Regions from separate parts of the Mus musculus genome. Here region 1 is linked to region 2. The links are chromatin contacts, called in public promoter capture Hi-C maps. All regions are on one chromosome and are shown on one strand. The core of a region is the stretch at or near the end of the contact, and the rest is flanking DNA. Distances in the headings are between cores, read along the strand shown.

What was found. Capture Hi-C pulls out chosen DNA fragments and counts their contacts.
Region 1: a promoter capture Hi-C map of adipose tissue shows a contact between it and region 2, with 2.1 times the contacts expected there. The contact joins two enhancer-like sites. A contact is called at or near these places in 1 of 15 datasets of contacts at CTCF or cohesin (the NIH/3T3 cell line), 1 of 115 datasets of contacts at active chromatin or transcription factors (CD8 T cells) and 2 of 9 other capture datasets (adipose tissue and liver).

Annotation. Positions count from the first base shown.
Region 1 is chr5:32,038,166-32,041,215 of GRCm38.p6, reverse strand. All of the region lies in intron 10 of Babam2 (BRISC and BRCA1 A complex member 2), which reads right to left. Among named protein-coding and RNA genes, the nearest start is that of Gm52770, 41 kb to the right of the region's middle. Within about 2 kb of position 1,580, at least 14 of the 459 cell types and tissues checked have an H3K27ac peak or open chromatin away from gene starts, as enhancers often do. A contact at or near this core is called in adipose tissue, where this site is marked.
Region 2 is chr5:31,770,458-31,773,497 of GRCm38.p6, reverse strand. The region is part of intron 3 of Babam2 (BRISC and BRCA1 A complex member 2); the gene reads right to left. Among named protein-coding and RNA genes, the nearest start is that of Babam2, 74 kb to the right of the region's middle. Within about 2 kb of position 1,432, at least 4 of the 459 cell types and tissues checked have an H3K27ac peak or open chromatin away from gene starts, as enhancers often do. A contact at or near this core is called in adipose tissue, where this site is marked.

The DNA.
Region 1 (3,050 bases), core at 331-2,830, 270 kb before region 2:
GTCTGAGACTGACATTTTGTCTGAATGGACAGAGAAGAGGGAGGGGTATGTGTTTGTCTTTCAGACGAGTTAACCTCAAGTGTACAATGATCTTAGACTTGAATTTTTGTTTTTGATGTTTCAATGCCCTTGTTTTCTTCTTTTGATAGGAAAAATACTTTATTGCCCTATCTATAGAGTGTTAATGCACTCAACACTGTTGCTCATTCTGTTCTCCAGGGTCTCCACAGCACAGCTGACCTTCTACTTCTTTGCCACATTTTAACTGCCCTCACCCCTCCATCTTCTCACCAGTCTCAATCTCAAAGCTTAGTTGAGGGACTTGCTAGCCCTGTGAGGCCCAGTAGTTCTTCCTCCAGGAAGTCCATCCATCGATGAAGACCATCTGATAACTTCAAAAAGTTTACATCTTCTCTGACTTCACACTTATACTCCAGCCTGCTAATTTCCAGAGGCCTGGATACAAGCACTATGCTTAAAGATAGCTTTCTGGCCTGGTACACAATCCTACTCAGAGAATACTAACTCAGGAACAGATAGTACCTTATTTCAATCAGGAAGAACTAGCATTGAACTCAAGCCTTCAGATTTGAAATCTAATAGTTCTAACACCATGAGAGTGTTCTGGCATTTATGGGGAAAAGAGCTCTTCCTACCTGCTCTAAGTTCACTAAACATCAGACTCAGTTTACAACTCTGCCAAGCATAAACTTGGTCATTTTCGACTCCCTTCATTCTTCTATTTCCATCGTGGTGAGGATTGCCTTCAAAGACACTTTCGTCATACTGACTTCTACCTTGGATCAAGAGAAATATGAATATACATTCATTCAAAAACCAGTATTGGCCTACATAAGACAGCTGGACATACTTTTGGACATACTTACAGGTTTTTGCCAGAGCAATTGGCAAGGCTGCCCACACATCTACCAATTAAGGCAGTTCCAAACAACATACTAATCAATGTTCATATGGAATAGATCAATAAATAAGCTTCCTCAGGTCCTAGGAGATGGTTTTCTATCTGACCTATATACAGATGTCAGCTTAATGACTACTCTACTCCTTGTTCTAGCTCATGGTCCTAGCTACAGTCTCTGTGATATTCCTGTATGCTGCTAAGGGCAGCTATGAGAGGCCTGATGTGTCTCCTGCTATCATATAACCTATTCTATAATCTAGCTTTGGGCTAAACTTCTGCTTGGAACACTAAAGAGTTCTGAATTCAGAAACCGAAGCCTATGAGTCTTTAAGGATTAATGAAGAGAGTTAGATTAGAAATAAAGAAGAAACTCAAGTTTTAAAGGACCTTGAAATAAACCTGGTCACATCTCAAACAGACTCTGTGATAGACTTAACAGCTAAGGCCTTCTCAGTGTGCCTGCTAATGCTTATACAGCAATGTGGCACCCTTGCCTGCTTTGCCTCTGACCCCTCACCAACACACACTGTGAGGAAGATCTCTGCTGCCAGAGGCCAAATGTTTCATTTTAGATTTATTATTAATTGGCTCATGCTGAAACAGGCTTGGTTCTTTGTTTGGTTTGCTAAGTCATTCCGCAAGCTCAGTTCACAGAAAAATCAAACAGAAATCTGCAAAGCAGTACAGGAGCAGGCACTGGCATGGTTAGGAGGTGTCTGAACCCTTGGCCTACTACTGCGACCCTTTAATACAGTCCAGGCACGGTGACCCTGACCATAAAATGATTTTTGTTGCTACTTCATAACTAATTTTGCTACTGCTATGAATGGTAATGTAAATATCTGTATTTTCTGACAGTCTTAGGAGACCCTTGTGAAAGGGTTATTTGATCCCCAAAGGGGTCACAGCCTACAGGTTGAGAAGCACTGGTCTGCAGGATGCTTTCAGTAAGTGCACTTCCCACCCCCAGCATCTAAATGTCTGTGTGAATTTGGTGAAAGGATAGTTTAAGACTTGTACAAAATGAGAGAGCTGTTGGCATGAAACTCTATGAATGTGACCAAGAACATTCTTGACTGTGGGCTTTTAAACTAGCACAAAATGACCCTTGGGACTTCAACTATTTAAAACAAACTTTTAGCCAAGTGTGGTGGTGTTGGTGTGGGCCTATCATTCCAGCACTTGGGAGGTGTAGGCTGAAGGACTGGAAGTTTAAGGCTAGCCTGGGTTACTCAGACAGTTCTAGGCCAGCCTATGCCTCATGAAACTGTCTCAAAAAAAAGCAACCAACCAACCAACCAAAAAACATGAATACAAAACAAAATAAAAGCCACACACAATTGTGGTTCATGTGAGAATAGGTTCATTTGAGAACATTATTAAAAGCATGTTTAGAAATGAAAAGGTGAGTTTGTGGTTTATTTGAAAAGTCCAGTGTGCATGGCTGTCAAACTCCAGACTAAGGGCAGGAGAACTCAAGGGAAAGTTAAAAAGTAAGTTGCCTGGGCTGGCCATTGAGGAGTCAGAGGCAATCAATCACAACAGCCAGAGGACTGCTAACACAGGCTGCTGCCCCTGGGACTAGCTAGAGTTCCTGTGACTTCTAATGTGTCTCTTTTACTTAGAAGATAAGATGTAGATGGTGGGGCTTGTGACCTGTCCTAGCTGGTCTGACAAAATCTCAGGTCCAAGGGGCAACTCTATTCTATGCCTCTCAAGTGGCCCTCTCCATGGACTGTAGCAGAGAAGGAAAAGCATACTCTCCTTAGTGGTTTCAGAGGCAGGGCTGGAGGTGGCACTAGCCACATGTCACTCCTCCATGGTCTTCTTAGGAGGGGCTACACTCTATGCTGAACAATGCTTGTTTGGAGACCATCCCGTTCTCCAAGCTGCCCTCCTGGCATCAGCTCTACCAGCTACCACCTATTCCCTCTTCCTTCCTTCCTTCTCTAAACTCCCAAAAGAGGACTGGCAACAAATTTGAGAACCTGCTCATGCGTGACTTCTGTCTATCTGAATGTATTCGTGGTTCTTACCCTACCCATAAGCCCCTACAACCATTACCACAATGATACTTTTCCTTGGCCTTCCCCATCCTGTCCCCTCCCTCCAGATGCCCTTTACTGGC
Region 2 (3,040 bases), core at 183-2,682:
AAAAGAAAGGCCACCCACCAGGACATCACCTTTACAATATCCATAGATCAATATATCAGTGCCTCTTGGAGGAAAAAAAAAAAACATTTAAACAATAATATCAACTCAGTAATTTTCAACCTGAATATGGACCCCAAAGATATCCTCATTAATATGTTGAAAAGCTTTGTCAAATAACATTTTGCCTACAAATTGGAAGACATCACTGATGAGCAATAATTAATATGGCAATGATTTTATTGTACAAGGCGTGTTTTGTCCTGAAGGACTGTGTCTTTTCTGCTATGAAAGAAAACGGACTATAAGGAATTACATCTGAGGAGTATAGTTTTCATGTACTAGGCACTGAAAATACATTTGTAGAAAAAAAAATGAAAATAGGGACAACTAAACGTGGGCCATCTCCATGTCTTTGTTCTTCTTACAAGACCTCCTCTCAGCGCATCCCTCTCTCCAGACTTGGCATTTCCACTATGGGAGCACCACAAGGTACAAATAATAGTGTGAGTCACCCGTTTGGACTCACTGGCAATAACACCAAAGAGTAAAATGGAAACAAATGAAATTTAATTTTAACTTTTTTATGTGTAAATTTGCTTTTTAGATGTTACAAAAGTTGCATTATCACAGATATACCTGTGTACAATATCACCAACATGAGGGCACAGACTAATTCTTTCTCCAGAACAGCCTTCCTCCAACCCTTTATGACTAGACTTTGACACTTCCTCTTCCTCTTTGACAACAGCCTCTGCTCTCCCCCTTGTCCCTTTAAAGTTACTTTTCCAGAACATCAAACAAATAGAGTTACATGGAAGCTTTCATCTGCGCTTCTCTCAGTTAGCTTTAAGACGTGCAAGATCGAGCCAAACTCTTGCATATGTCAATAATTATTTCTTCTTCAGAGTCCTCAGTCATGTCCTGTATTCTGGGGGATTTACTTACAAATGGTGAGAAAGATGAGGTAGAGGGTGTTTACTCTTCCCTATCTTGAACAGATAATTAATCCCAATGGTTAAATTAATATATATATATATATATATATATATATATATATATACACACACACATATATATATACATACATGAAATGAAACAATATAAACAATATAAAAGTAGATAATCAATATAAAAAGATAATCAATATAAGAGTTATGAGATATATGACTTTTTTTTTTAAATAATAACACTTCAGAATCTGCCATGTATTTCACACATTACATTTCAATTCAGACTGGTCACATGTCAGCGTCTATTGCTACACATGGCAAGTAGTAAGACCTGGACAGTACAGGAGCAAACCCTGAGGCAGGAGGAAGAACATAAAGGGATGAAAGAAGGTATGAGAGAAAAGCCACCCAGCTTTCCATGATCAGTTCCAGCGAAATGTGCTCAGTCCATCGGCCAGTACATTCTGTTCTCTGCAGTTAGCCCTTGGGAGGCCAAGGCAGGAGAACTGTTGTCTTAGGCCAGTCTGGACCAGAGTAAGACCTTGGAGAGATGAGGAGAGATAGAAACATACCTATAAATCACTTTCTTCCTTAACTTTCTACACGGATGCTAAATACCCTGTTAGCAACATTCTACACAGTAGTCCCTAACTAATTTAACAATACCTATCCTATCTCCATTTGGTAAATAATAATTAATTATAACAATAAAAAATTTTTTTAAAAAAACAGATCTTTTAGCAGTTTACAGAGTCAGGGTTTCAGATGCATGCTTGCAATGCAAACAGTTAAGAGGTGAGGCAAGAGGATCACGAGTCCAAGGCTAGCGTGGACAGTTTAGCAATATACGATCTCAAAGTAAAATGAGGACTAAATATCTCAGTGACAAAGCACATGTCTAATGTCTATCAGGCCCAAGGTCCTGGCCCGGGACAGGCAGAGAAAAGAGAGGACAGTTTCCAGAAAACTAAGCTACATGACCCTTAGGTGTGTCTGAAAGATTCTACTACGTCACTGATTCTAAGAAATTCAGCCTAATGAATGGCACAGAATGACCTGTCCTCAGATATTAAACTAAGTTTTAAGTGAACTTTTAACCCCTATTTTTGTATACTTATTTCAAGGCATAAGATAACAATATTCTAAACCAACTGCTAAAAATTAGCATTACTTTAATAAGCAATGAATATTCTCCTGCAGAAAGCGTTAGTCTTTGTAATCTCCCAATGCATATTCAGAAGCTGTCTCATTAGTGCCATCTATTACCAGCTCTTCTTTAATGACTGTGATGCAACTGACCTCATTAAAAAAGAAAAGAGACTGTCTCCATCTTTTATGATGGCTGTAGTCCTAAAAACTAGTTAAGAATTAAATCTTATTTTCAAAACAAATGAATCTGGGAGAACAAAACTGCAGGAAAGTGGCAAATGAGATGTTGCTGCTGTCATCTTCTTTATGCTGTGCTAAGGATCAGGGTGAATTTGGGTTCGTGTCCACTCTCTGAAACATGTGGCCTCAGGGCTACCTCTGGACTACTCCACACTTTCGTCTCCATTTCTATAAGGTAAACATTGCTGTGAGAGAGATCGAAAGGATGGCTACATCTCCTTACCTTTATTCTTTTCTGAGGTGGGCTCTCACTATGTAGCTGAGACTAGCATCAATGTCTAGCCCTTCCTTCCCACCTCAGCTTCCTGAGTACTGGGATCATGCCTGGCTAATGGTCTAATGTCGATCACAAATAGGGAAAAGGAAAGTCATGCCAAGCAGCTCTGCATCTACAAGGAAGAAAGAGAGACATCGCCCTTCAGTAGACTCTGAAAACAGTCTTGAAATGGAAAGCAACTGGGGGTGTGGGGGAGGTGGGGATGGCAATCAAGTGCTCTGTGCCTAAGGAAAATAAAGAAAAGGAAAATGTAAATAGAAAAATCTACATTAAACTGATGGGATACAGGGCTTTTTTACTCATCTCTGAAAGAGTCTTCATTTATAAATCCACTCAATCACTCAAAAAATATGAAGCATATATATATATATACATACTCTGGTAGGCAGTATCAGTGACACAGAAAGAGTTAAGAGACTTCGCC